2 separate regions of the Mus musculus genome follow, and region 1 is linked to region 2. A link is a contact called in public ChIA-PET data. All regions are on one chromosome and are shown on one strand. Each heading gives the region's core, a stretch centred on a gene start, on an enhancer-like site or on the middle of the called end of the contact. The rest is flanking DNA. Distances are from core to core; before and after follow the strand shown.

What was found. ChIA-PET counts read pairs in DNA pulled down with a chosen protein or histone mark.
Region 1: a contact with region 2 is called in an RNA polymerase II ChIA-PET map of memory CD8 T cells, with 42 read pairs. The contact joins the promoter of C030013C21Rik here to the promoter of Psmd11 in region 2. A contact is called at or near these places in 1 of 39 promoter capture datasets (the SN4741 cell line), 3 of 115 datasets of contacts at active chromatin or transcription factors (double positive thymocytes, effector CD8 T cells and memory CD8 T cells) and 2 of 9 other capture datasets (adipose tissue and liver).

Annotation. Positions count from the first base shown.
Region 1 is chr11:80,507,060-80,513,672 of GRCm38.p6, reverse strand. It overlaps C030013C21Rik (RIKEN cDNA C030013C21 gene), which reads left to right and starts at 4,567. Exons shown (of 3, transcript NR_126552.1): 1 at 4,567-5,117; 2 at 5,631-5,738; 3 at 6,128-6,263. All of the region lies in intron 21 of Myo1d (myosin ID), which reads left to right. Gm31109 (a long non-coding RNA gene) reads right to left here and starts at 4,396. Exons shown (of 2, transcript XR_003949722.1): 1 at 4,312-4,396; 2 at 2,392-2,616.
Region 2 is chr11:80,424,840-80,431,762 of GRCm38.p6, reverse strand. Psmd11 (proteasome (prosome, macropain) 26S subunit, non-ATPase, 11) reads right to left here and starts at 3,148. Exons shown (of 14, transcript NM_178616.3): 1 at 3,008-3,148; 2 at 1-58. The coding sequence starts at 3,098.

The DNA of each region.
Region 1 (6,613 bases), core at 3,318-5,817, 80 kb before region 2:
TGATCACAATTTTAAAAATCAGCCTGGAATTCAGAAAGGTCCCGCGCAGGGCTGTAGAGATCATTCAGCCATTGAAGGCTCAAGACCAAAAAGGCAAAGCAGCCTCATGCGTACGGTAGGGTCTCCTTTTTTTGACTTGGAATTCACATTGGTTTCCTTCTTCCCAGACCTGCAGCATAAGAGGACCAGAGTCTATAGCCAAGGAGACCCATAACTCTAGTCTCCACACCAGCCCCGCTGCCCAGCCATGCTGTCAGGGACAGAGTCCAGCAGGGAAAGAGAAGCTGGTCTTCTCCCTCAGGCTACACAGTCCTTCTCCTACAAGGAAAACACTCAGCTTTGAAAGCTATATATGTATTGGGGGCTCAAGAAATGGCTCAGTGGTTAAGAGAGCGGACTGCTGTGGTAGAGGGCCTGAGTTTGGGTTCCCAGTACCAATAGGCCACACACAGCCACCTGTAACTCCAGCTCAAGAGGATCCAGCATCCACTTCTAGACTCCAAGAGCACCTATACACATGTGCACATACCCCAGCACATACATAATTAAAACATATTTTTCAGATGTCATTGAGTTTTATATAAATATTAAACAAATGCAATTAATTGGGGTTTTTTTTCCTTGTCAGTGAGGTTGAAGTCTTTGTTTCAGAGAGTACGCCTTTGGTGGTTTTTGTTTCCGCAAAGAGTATATTTAAAAGTTACTTCGTCAGTCTGCTTTGCAACAAGTACTGTGTACAAGGTCATAACACTTGGTGCCCATGCTTCGCTGAGTGAGAGGCACTGCGCGGTCACCTGTCTGCTTTAACAACACTTTCACATAGACCAAAAGAGAGTCTCATTTTCCCAGAGCATATGACTCACTTGGAAATTCAGGTGGGTTTAAAACTCTGAAGCAATTAACACCAGAAGGAACAGCCTCTGGTGGAAATAGCACAGGGCCTGATTCCCTGAGAAACTCCCTTTGTGTACAACATTCTCAGGGCTCGCCAAGTGTCTTGTGTTACTTTGCAAAGGCCACCCGGGTGCAGCTGTACGGACTTAGCCGAATGATTTTAATTTTTCTACAGAACAAAACGTGTGTGTGTGTTCGCTTCCCATCCTGCTTGTACTTGGGGCGCTGGCAGAGGCCACACCTGTTGCTCCCCACTGACTTAAGCGCAGCAGCTGTAAGGTCTTGAGAGTGTCCGCTGTTTTGTTCTCTTGTTTCCATTGCTTGTGGCTTTCCAGCTGACACCAAAGCAGAAGCCCATCTCAACAGGAGGCAGGGAGCAGTAATTCAGGAAGGGAAACCCGTTCCCAAAGTGAGGCGTTCATATTAGCCCTAGCATGTGTCGGGAGCAACAGAACCAACCGTCCCCATCCTCCTCACTGCTTCTGAGAGTCACCCTTGGTCACAGGTGATTACACTCCTCACAGTCAAGCCTCTGGATATGCTGCTCATTGGGGATTTAACCCTCAAGCGTCCTGCCTTGAGGAATGGGACAGGGTGTCCTTGAGAACTTTCAGACTAACCGCACAGTGGGTAAGGAATGGTGCTTTGCAGTAGATGATACAGTAGACGTGAGGAATGAACACAAGTGTGACTGGAGAGACTGCGCAGTTGATAAAGCAAGAAGGCATACATTCTGTCCCCAGAACCCATGGGTGGTGGTGTTGTTGTTGTTGTTGGGTTTTTTTTAGTTTTTTTTGAGACAGGGTTTCTCTGTATAGCCCTGGCTGTCCTGGAACTCACTTTGTAGACCAGGCTGGCCTCGAACTCAGAAATCCGCCTGCCTCTGCCTCCCAAGTGCTGGGATTAAAGGCATGTGCCACCATGCCCAGCTGAACCCATGTTTTTAAAAAGTACTGTGACTGTAACCCCAGAGCTGGGGAACCAGCAACAGGCTCGCTCTGGGACCCTTGGGGGATTGCTGGTCAGCATGCTCAGCAGGCTGCAGGCCAGGAAGAGACCACATTTTTTAAAAACAAGGTGAAAGGCTCTGAGGAATGACACTCGAGGCTGACCTCTGACTCATAGTTAAACTCATCCCCGTGCATGCACACATACATACACAAGTAAAGAAATGCATACATAAATAACAAAAGAGTGATTCCGTCATTCTGATGGGAATATTGAGGCACAAGCTGTCCCTGTTCAGTAGGCAAGCAATACTGTACTCTAGACATGTCGTCTCAGGTGCCTTTCCCCGTGTCAGCACCCTGCCTGGTGTGCTCCGGCTGTTTCCCGTGTTGATGCTTGTCAGGTGTTTGAATGACCTGTCCCACATTCATGAATGCTTTTCGACACTTCTCAGGATATGCGCACATGGTTATTTGTGTGTACTTTACAAATGAGGCTGACAATGACAATGCCTTGAGCCAGGATAGAGAAGGGATTGACGTCTTTAAATGCTGGACTGACACCATTTATTTAAAAAACAACAACAACAAACAAAAACCACCTTAGAGAATCATTTCTCAACAACGCTCTTATTTCCACTCCCTTGGGTCCTGCGGAGCAAGTTCAATGTGTAACGCAGAATCTTCCAGATGAAGTGGCTTAAACTCAGGGTGAAGCTGGGGTGCAGCCTGGGAACCCAGCTCCCTGGCAGGAGTGTCAGGAATACAAAGTCATCTATTGTGGGAGATATAGTAAATTTGAGACCAGCCTGGACTACTTGCGACCCTATCTCAAACACATACACACACACACTCACATGCACACACTCACTCACTCACATGTACCCGCAACACAAACTCACACCAGAATGGCCTGGAAGGAGCTGACAGCCTGTGGACTGTGAAGCCCTAGAACAGGAATTGGGAACCATCAAGTCCTTTGCTTCCTCCCTCCTGCCTGTCTCTCCTTCTCCACTTTCCATCTCTGTGTATAGTGTGCTTCCGCATAGGGAATACCTAGGCACACTTGCAGCCAGTTTAACAGCCTAAAAACAAAACCAAACAAAAAACAGGGGGAACTTTTCTACCTCAAAATCTATGAACCCCAGGCAAAGGCTCTGATTGGCCCAGGGTATATTAAATGCCTTCCACCAAGCTTATATAAGTGAGGCTGCAGGCTAGATCCTTGAACCTGAGGAGCAAGTCCTAAGATAGGAAGCTTCCCCGGAACGAGAAGGGGTGGATCTGGTCACCTAAGAGACTGGATGGAGATAGAACAGTACAAGGAAGAGCAAGTGGAACCCCGGGGCGGACAGTCGAGCACCCGAGGGCTCTTCTGCAGCCCTTGGTTGGATGGAGACTGTGTTCACGTGCCCGTTTTAAAGCAGAAACTTGTATCTTACCCCACTTACTGTAATGGTGGGGGCTGGGAAACGACTTCAGCATGGTGCTGTGTATGAAGCCAGTGTTTCCACTGGCTTGTGTCTGGCATGGTGGAGGTTGGGTAGAGAAGGAGGTGCACCAGAGAATGTAGACACAGGTGTGAACTGCCTCGCTGCCCTAAGAGGGGCTCTGTGAGAGGCAGCTGAGAACAGCGCCACAAGGTTAATGGGAAAGTCGTCTTGATGGGCAAACTCCTTGTCAAGAATGCCTTGGGAACAGGGGTTCAGGCTTCTCAACCCACAGAAAAGAAAGTTTCAAGAGGCTGGCGACAAAGGCTCAGCTAGCCAGCCCCGCTCTTCTCTGTTTACCTGTGTGTGTATCCTTAGCCCAAATGTGCCTTCGAGCCCAGCATTTTCATACATCTCTTCTCTGAAGCCCTTTTTCTGACAGGGAATTGACAAAGGACTCAGTTTGAATATATTGAGATCAATTGAAAAAGAGGCAATTTGAAGAACAGAAAATTGGAGACTGGAAATGTAGCTCAGTTTACCGAGCATTGGCCTAGCGTGCACAAGACTGTGCGTTCCGTCCCCAGTGAAGAACATTTGATGTCAAAAAAAAAAAAAAAAAAAAAAAAAAAAAAAAGGCATAGATGGGGGAGGGAGGAATTCTTGGGGAGTCCAAGACATCATCAGTCAGCTATCTGCCGAGCCTCACTATGTGCTAGCTAAAAGGGTTTAGATTTATAAAGAAAATAGATGCCTAAAAGTAATGTTCCATACAGCCCTCGGAGTAATGCGGTTAAGGGACAAGTGAGGCTGACATGGGAGCAAGAAAAAGCTCCCAAATTAACACCTAGAAGCAGGTCTAAACGCCACCTAGATTGGAAACAGTCTATGCAGAAGCCTAAAGGCAAAAAGCTGTATGCTGTAGCTGAAGACCCTCCAGAGAAAGGCAGGCAGGAGGTGTGTGTGTGCCAAGAAGCAAAGCCATGCAAGAGAGCAGAGGAGATGGGATCTGGACCAGTTCTCCTGGATAGCGTACGCACATCAGCCTGGTACCTGTCTCATCTGATGCTGGCTCTGAAGGGGGCTCCAGGCAGGCTAGTGAGCTGCCTCATTCTCTCTGCATTCTTTTGTGACATCAGAGTTTGCAGGACAGAAGTTCTGTGGCGCTCCCTCATCTTAGAAACCCTGTGGGAGGGCCCCTGCGTCACACCTGGCGTTTATGGGTCAGAAACATTTGGAATCTCCCTTTCTAGCGGAATTCTGCACATGTCCCCCACCAGAGCAGGTGATCGGACACACAGATCTGATGTCATCCCCAGGAGAAAAGCTTGTGAGCTCACCTAAAGAAAGGGGGATCTTAGAACTCACATGCCGAGAGCTGTCAGATAATACCGGCTAGAGATCAAGCCGCGGCAGCTGCCTTCCACAGCTGCCGCCTTGCAGCTGCCTCTCAAGCAGTTAGTGGGGCTAAAAATAACCAAGAGCTAACTCGCAGCAAGCTACCAAGCCTTAGAAAGAAGTGTGGGGAAGGAGATTGCGGGTGGCAGTCTGGGCCCTCAGAGTGGATGTCAGAGGAATACCCACCCGGTGGCCCAGGCGGCATCAAAGGCCTTCAGAGTCCATGTGTCTGTGTAGATCAAACCTCCTGCTGCCACTTCACAACTGGTAGCCCAGGCTGTTGCCTACTGACTGCTTCCGGTTTCTAATCTCAGCTGTAACCCAAGTTGTGTTGATGCCTCGGGAAACAGAAGTAACGAAGTAGGAATGAACAGTTTCCTGTTTGTACCCTAAACTTGAACCGGTGGCCTGAGCAGCAAGTGTGCAGGGGCCCGGATACTCAACAGAGGTGTGTGTGTGACTCTCTTTTTAATTGTGAAACTAAACTGGGACTTTCTCACCAGCAAAGCAAAAAAAAAAAAAAAAAAAAAAAAAAAAAAAAAAAAACCCTGAGGTGACATCAAAAGGAAACACGGTCCATCAAAATCAGAAACGGGGGTGGTTATAGCGTGGGAAACTACACAGATAAATATGCTCATTTAGCATCGGAGAGAATAGATGTGCTTTCCTGAGCATATGAAGCCATTGATGCTTTTTTGTAAGAAAAACGAATTGACCCCTGGTTGTCGCAGCTCTGTGGTCATCAGCACAGCGATCACAGGGTGTGCTCGTGAGGCTGTTGTGGCTCTCCAGCCATGGTGCTGAGCGTACTCTGTCCTGGATCGTTCAGTTTGGATCTCCCCTAGATTCCCATTCATGGCCCAGGACAGAGGCAAGCAGAGGTTAGGAAATTTGCCCTGTTGATCCCGACTTGTCCAGGGCCAGAAAAGACTGCCCCCCCAGCCATTTTTCCCTCCCACAGGATGGCCCTGAAGGTCTAGTTGGTCATGAGACTGACAGGAGTGACTCCTGACAGACCTGTGGGTTTCCTGTGGACTCTTGCTGTGGCTCTCGTGTACTCCCATTAGAGGTGCTGATCTGTGCTGCCTCCCTTTCTCCTATGAGTGAATTGAGTGGGCGGGCAGATGGGTGGGTGGGTGAGTGAGTGAGTTGGGTTGGTAAGTGGGTGAGGGTGGGTAGGTGAGTTGGGTGCGTGGGTGGGTGCGTGGGTGAGTGAGTGAACTTGGGTGAGTGGATGGTTTGGCTGAATGAGTGAGTTGGGTTGGTAAGTGGGTGAGTCGGGTGGGTGGGTGAGTTGGGTGGGTAGGAGAGTGGGTGAGTCGATGAACGAGTGGGTGGGAATCTTGGGTGTGCCATACAAGTGTCACTCTGCCACTAACCACCTATGTGGTTTGAGGGCATTTTGTTGGCTTGGTTGGGTGGGTGAGTTTTTTCTCCTTTCCTGGTTTATTTTGGCAGGGTCTCCTCTGTAACATAGGCTAACCTTGAACTCCTCATCCTACCTGCCTCCATTTCCCTAGTACTGGGACCGCAGGCTTGCACCACTCCAGCCAGCTCAAGGCATAGTATCTCTGAAATAAAGCCGTTCGATTATAACCAAGGTCCCTCCTGTGCTAAGTACCTGTTTTTCCTTTCCTTCCTCCCTGGCTCTTCCTGGTCTTTCATTATGTACAGTGGGCACACAGTGCTGCTAAGTGGCTGAGGGCGCATCTCAGATAGTAAGGAGACCAGCAATCACTGGGATGTGGGCATGGAACACACAGCAATCTGGCTCTTCCACAAGGAAACCAGAAATATATTTTGGCTCTGGCACCTCCCTAGCCCTGTTCTCAACTGCCTTGTCCATCCTCACACTGCTTTTAAGTTTCATAAACTCCGCCCGCACCGAGCCATGCTGACCTTCTCCCTACTCCTCCCACCATGTCCTCCCTCTGCCCTGCATCT
Region 2 (6,923 bases), core at 1,899-4,398:
ATGCTCTGCTCTTTGACCTGGACTGCCTCCTCATCATTTTCTTGAATGTCACGTTTCACTAAGAAAAGAAAATGAACTCTTAAAATTATGATTAAAAAAATGAAGCGGGGGTGGGTGGGTATGGGGGACTTTTGGTATAGCATTGGAAATGTAAATGAGCTAAATACCTAATAAAAAATGGAAAAAAAATAAAAAATTAAAAATTAAAAAAAAATGAAGCAAGGGAAAAGTCACCCTTATAAGACCATTATGAACTCTAGCCTATTTCCAAATGAAACCAGCAAATAAGGACTTAAAAAAAAAAAAACCTTTAGAGTAGAATGACCAACTATCTAAAGAATATGCCTCATATTAATAGTTAAAAAGAATAGATTTTTCACTTTAAGTAGGCCTTAACATGCCTATGTATTTTCGTATCACAAACTAAAATCAAATTATAAAGTTATTGATAACTGTAAAGCAAGTCTTTCAACAAACTTTAGGTCTATAGAAAGTTTTGGCTGAAGGACATATCAAGAATAAACAATTCTAAGCCGGGCGTGGTGGCGCACGACTTTAATCCCAGCACTCGGGAGGCAGAGGCAGGCGGATTTCTGAGTTCGAGGCCAGCCTGGTCTACAAAGTGAGTTCCAGGACAGCCAGGGCTACATGGAGAAACCCTGTCTCGAAAAACCAAAAAAGGGCTGGTGAGATGGCTCAGTGTGTAAGAGCACCCGACTGCTCTTCTGAAGGTCCAGAGTTCAAATCCCAGCAACCACATGGTGGCTCACAACCATCTGTAACAAGATCTGACGCCCTCTTCTGGAGTGTCTGAAGACAGCTACAGTGTACTTACATATAATAAATAAATAAATCTTAAAAAAAAAAAAAAGAAAAACCAAAAAAATAAAATAAAATAAAAAACAATTCTATAACTCCCTCCTAGAGAAATTCCTATCAAAGCTTCAGTGTGATACGAAGAGTTACTCACTTAGGACAGACGGCTGCCTCATGATGGATTCAGGTCCTGTTAAAGTAACTTTTTAATCTGTCCCACTTTCAACTGTTAATAATTATTCAACTGCTTGACCCTGTAACAGCCTTTCCCAAGTTTGCTGTGCTTATTTTGGTGACCATGACTAGTTAACAATGCTCTAAAAAAGCATCATGACTTGACAAAATCCAAGATTTTGATACTCATGATGGAGTCCGGAAAAAGTAATGCTGTCACCCACCATGACTCAAGCTTACTCTAACAGGGGAGCTGGCAGGGGACTCTTAGTATAATGAGCAACCACTCCTTTTTTTTGTTTTGTTTTTCTTTTTATAGTATCTGTATTTTACTTTTCTTTAGAGGGTTGTTTTTTTTTCCCTTATTTGTTTGGTAGTTTCATTTGGAAAATAGGTTAAGGTTCATAAAGGGTCTGATAAAGGTGAAATACTCTAATGGCAATGTTTATTAGTAATTTCTACTTTCTGAAAGGCAAACAAATCAGGCACTATGCACAAAAAACTTTTATGCTCCGCAGATTATTAAATATTAAAGTGTGATCTAAATATTAAAGTGTGATCACAGAAAAATGTCTTTGTAAAAACATCCGATGGCTATGGTACTCTGCTCTAAAACGGACACTATCAGAACTTCGAAATGAAACTCTTCATGATTCCTTCACAATGCACTGTGCTCTCTCGTCTCCTCTCCTTTCTAGTATTCCCAGAGTCAAGAACTTCAAGCTGTTGACAGTGTCCTTTCTTGGTACAAGTCTTGTGTACAGAAATTCAAGACTCAGCAACTCAGTTAAGTCAACATAAGCATCAACATCCTGGCAGTCCCTCATATACCTGCATTCACCAACAACTTGTTGATCCAATCCGAATCTCCCAGGCTACATTTGAAAGCTCACGCCGGGCGGGCATAGTGGCACACGCCTTTAACGCCAGCACTTGGGAGGCAGAGACAGGCGGATTTCTGAGTTCAAGGCCAGCCTGGTCTACAAAGTAAGTTTCAGGACAGCCAGGGCTACATGGAGAAAATCTGTCTCAAAAAACCAAAAAAAAAAAAAAAAAAAAAAACCTCACATTACCACAGGAGGAAGCTCATTCTCTAACTGAACCCTTAAGGAATGAATATTAAAAGGCCTTCTCTGCCATCAACCACTTATTTCTATTTACACCTGAATCCCAGTAGAAAGCGACCGGCTGGAGGTTCCTACTTCAACTTTCCTGTTGCCCTACGGTTTAAGACAATCACGCTATGGTATTAAAATTTTTCTTTTTCTCCAGCAATGTGCGGCCCGCCGGTCCCAAAAAGTTCCCTGAACGACAGCCTCTCAGAACTCAGAACTAAACTTCAACCCCTACTGGGAAAAATGAGTCACCTCCTCTGTCCCGGCGGTCCCACTCGGACGACACTTCAGCTCACAAGCTACACCGGTCAAATACCAATCTTAAGCGTGTGGCACCCCTCAACTTCCCACACCCAGAAAGTGGCCCTCTGCTGCCGGCGGCTGCGGCTGAGGGCTGGCTGTAAGCGACAGCTCCCAGCGTCCCGGAAGAAAACTCCAAGAGAAGCGCTCGCGCTCCCACCCGGAGCAACCTGTGCTGATAACAACGGCGGGAAATGTCAGTCCTGCGCGGCAGTCGCCCGGACCTCTCAACAACACACTCTCCGACCCGTCTGTCCCGGGCCGCCACTCTCAGCCCCCGGCCAGCTCGCGCGGGCCACAATCGGGGACCCTTGAGGGGTAGCGAACCTGGCCCGGCCCGCTCGCCACGCTGCGCTGCGCTGCGCCCACCGTGAGTCAGCAGGCAGCAGGTGGACGGGCCGGCTGCCTAGGGGCTTCCCGCCCGATTGGAAGCCATGGGGCTCCTGGGGTCCCCGAGCGGCCTGCGCCCCCAGCCCGGCCCCCCTCACACACAGTGAGTCAGCAGCACCATAGCCGGCTAGCCCGGCCCCTCTCCGCCGCCTCCGACCCACACAGGCCGCGCCGGGACGGCGGAGCCGCGGGGACGGCGCCAGGCCCTTTACCGATGGAGTGGAGGATGTCGATGGAGGCCTCCCGGTCGGTGCTGAGTAGAGACTGGGCTCTCTGGAACTCCACCACCGCTGCGGCCGCCATCTTACCGCTCTCACACCGTCCCCGGCCGCGGCCGCCGACGCCGGAAACACACACCCGGAAGACCCGCCCTCGCGTTCCTACCAGAAGACCCCGCCTCCCTTCTCCGAGCACCCCGGGAGTTGTAGTCTCTCTGCCCCGTGGGTGGCCCAGGAGCGTCCCGCAAGCGACAAACGAGCTCCCCCATCGCCATCTCGCGGCCATCTGAAGAGACAAACCGAAATTAATCCCCACCACTCCAAAAGAGGCTGAGTACTCAAGGAAAGCTGCTTGGCTGTTTGTATAGTATCCCCGTGTAACCAGTCACTCATAGCGATAGATGATCTTTCAAATTGCCTATTATGTGGCAGGAATAGCACCGTTCAGATTCATTCAGATGTTTTGCAGGGAGGACACATACACACACTCCCTTCCAGGACGGAAGAAATCGCCAATGTAAAAGAACACTGTCTTTCACAAATAGCCATTCCATCATCGGACAGAGCTTCACATTGTGGATTGAAAGTCATCTTTGACCCAATCATTCAATCTAAATAGTTCTTGAGATTCACATTTGACTCATACCAGCTTTCCAGCTCAACAATAGAACAAAATTTTCCTCCCGTATCTCCAATTCCTTCAACTGTAATAGGATATCTGTGAAGATATCAAGGGAAAGGGGAAAAAAGCATGTTTCTTATCACTAAGGATCAACCTAAAGATGTTGCTAAACCTATACAGAGGGAGACCTTCTAAGTTGATGACAATCTGGAAATTAAATAGCTGTGCTGTATAAAAAACTAAGTAGAACCAACATTATACTCCTCTATGACTGGACTAATCAATCTCTATACCTGTCTCCTTTCATTTGTCCAACAATACTCAACAAGAGTCTTTGAAAAAATATTTAATTAATACCTAAGGAAACTGAAGGGAATAAAGTGACTGACAGAACTGAGACCTGGTAGGAAAGACATTCCCACCCTTTGCATTTTCTAATGAAATCTGGGTAATATCCCACCATGCTGGTAACAGAAGTCCTGACTTTGTTGTGTCACGTGAACTAAACTGGCTTCCAAATTCTCCCAACTCTGAAATTCCATGAACTTCGGTGTAATGCTGTGATCATCCCCCCCCCCCCACACACACACACACACACACTCACCCAAGAAGTCATTCCTTCTTTCTCAATCTGATGGAGAGCTAATGAGACTATACTGAATTCATTTGTTGTTGTAGTTTTTAAGTTTTTACTTCTATGTCTGTCTGTCTGTGGGAACTCACATGCCATGGCATGCACATGGAGAAGGGAACTCTTGCAGAAGTCAGTACTCACAATCATGGCCAGCCCAGAGATTGAACTCAGGGACTCATGTTTGGCAGCAAGCACCCTTATCTGTGCCCTCTTCCCTTCTCCTCTCCCAGGTGCTAGAATTAAAGGCACTTCCAGCTTCTGTCTCTTTTTTTTTTTTTTTTTTTTTTTGGTTTTTTGAGACAGGGTTTCTCTGTATAGCCCTGGCTGTCCTGGAACTCACTTTGTAGATCAGGCTGGCCTCGAACTCAGAAATCCGCCTGCCTCTGCCTCCCAAGTGCTGGGATTAAAGGCGTGTGCCACCACAACCAGTCTCCAGCTTCTGTATCTTTTCTTTCTCTCTTTCTTTCTCTCTTTCTTCCTTTCTTTCTTTCTTTCTTTCTTTCTTTTTTGTTGTTGTTTTGTTTTGTTTGTTTGCTTGTTTGTTTGTTTGTTTTTCGAGACAGGGTTTCTCTGTGTAGCCCTGGCTATCCTGGAACTCACTCTGTAGACCAGATGGCCTCGAACTCAGAAATCTGCCTGCCTCTGCCTCCCGAGTGCTGGGATTAAAGGCGTGTGCCACCACACCCGGCCTCTGTATCTTTTCTTAACCAATTCAATTGTATCATCATCCTGAATGTACAATTTAAGAACAACAGGCTTTGGAAATGCTACTTTTGTTCCAAACTCTAGGCGGGGTACTAGTAGATGGTGACTTCTGTAGACTCCTACTCACTTTGATCTTTAGCGTTCCTATCTGAATAACAGGGATAAGAGGGGCTAGAGAGATGGCTCAGCGGTTAAGAGCACTGACTGCTCTTCCTAAGATCCTGAGTTCAATACCCAGCAACCACATGGTGGCTCACAAGCATGTGTAATGAGATCTGATGCCCTCTTCTGGTATGTCTAAAAACAACTACAATGTACTTATATAAATATAATAAATAAATCTTTCTTTTTTTTTTTCCTCGAGACAGGGTTTCTCTGTGTAGCTCTGGCTGTCCTGGAGCTCATTCTGTAGACCAGGCTGGCCTTGAACTCAGAAATCCGCCTGCCTCTGCCTCCCCAGTGCTAGGATTAAAGGCGTCCACCATGCCCGGCTCCTAAATAAATCTTTTAAAACAACAACAACAACAATAACAACAACAAACCGCTAGGCGGTGTGTGGCGCACGCCTTTAATCCCAGCACTCGGGAGGCAGAGGCAGGCGGATTGAGGCAGAGGCAGGCAGATTTCTGAGTTCGAGGCCAGCCTGGTCTACAGTAGAGTGAGTTCCAGGACAGAGGACAGCCAGGGCTATGCAGAGAAATCCTGTCTCGAAAAAACAAACAAACAAACAAAAAAAAAAAAAAAACAGCAATTTTCAGGACTGTTAAGATGTTAAAAAAAAAAAAAAACCTCATACCCGCATTCTTACAGTTGTCCTTTGTTCGTCGTAATTTCAGCTTTGTACCCTCTCTACATGTTGTATTTAGTCTTCAGCGCTTGTGAGCCTCTGGTTGGGATCTCCTGGTGCTCCACAGTGTACCTCGAACTCTGTTCCACACATCTCAGCACTCAGCACTCTCCTGCTGCCAGCTCTGCTCAGTTCTCGTTTTTTATTTTTTATTTTCTCTTCTTCCCTACTCCCCATCACTCTCACTTTTTCCCTTTATAGCCCTTGGTTTTCAACTCAAAGAACAGCACACAGAGATGCTTTCTGAATCATTCCTTTAAAAGTGATGTTTTACGCCTGCAGTTCAGTAAGCAGCCCATCATTCTCTTTACTTCCTTCCTTTAGAGGGCGCCTTTTCTGCCTGACAGTCGGCATTCCTACTCCTACTCATGGACTTAAACATGGCAACCATATCAGAGCCTGACAGTGGTGGAGCACACGCCTTTAATCCCAGCACTAGTGGGCTGAAGAGATGGCCCAGCGGTTAAGAACACTGACTGCTGAGATGATCCTGAGTTCAACTTTCAGCAACCACATGGTGGCTCACAACCATCTGTAATGGATCTAATGCCCTCTTCTGGTGTGTCTGAGGACTGTAACAGTGTACTCACATATAAAATAAGCCTCCTCCTTGTCTACACAGAGTGTTCCAGGCTACACTGTGAGACCCTGCTAAGAAAGAGAGAGAGAGAGAGAGAGAGAGAGAGAGAGAGAGAGAGAGAGAGAGAGGAAGAAGAAGAGAGAAGAGAAGAGAAGAGAAGAGAAGAGGAGAGGAGAGGAGAAGAGAAGAGAAGAGAAGAGAAGAGAAGAGAAGAGAAGGAGGAAGGAAGGAAGGGTGGGTGGGGGATGTGCTCCTGAGTGCAGGTAGTAATGGAGCTCATGAAAGCGAGCCTAGAACCTCTAGAGTTGGAGTTACAGTAGTCATGAGCCACAGACAAGGGAGCTAGAACGAACCAAGAACCAAACTCAGGTCATCTGAAAGAGCACTTCACATGCTTAACTATGTCACCAGCTCCCCAAATATCTTCTAACTCTTCCTGTGACATCAGGGAAAGAGGTTCCCTGTGTAGATAATGTCTACAGTGGCTTCCTCACCACAACTACCTCTAACAAGTTCTTATCT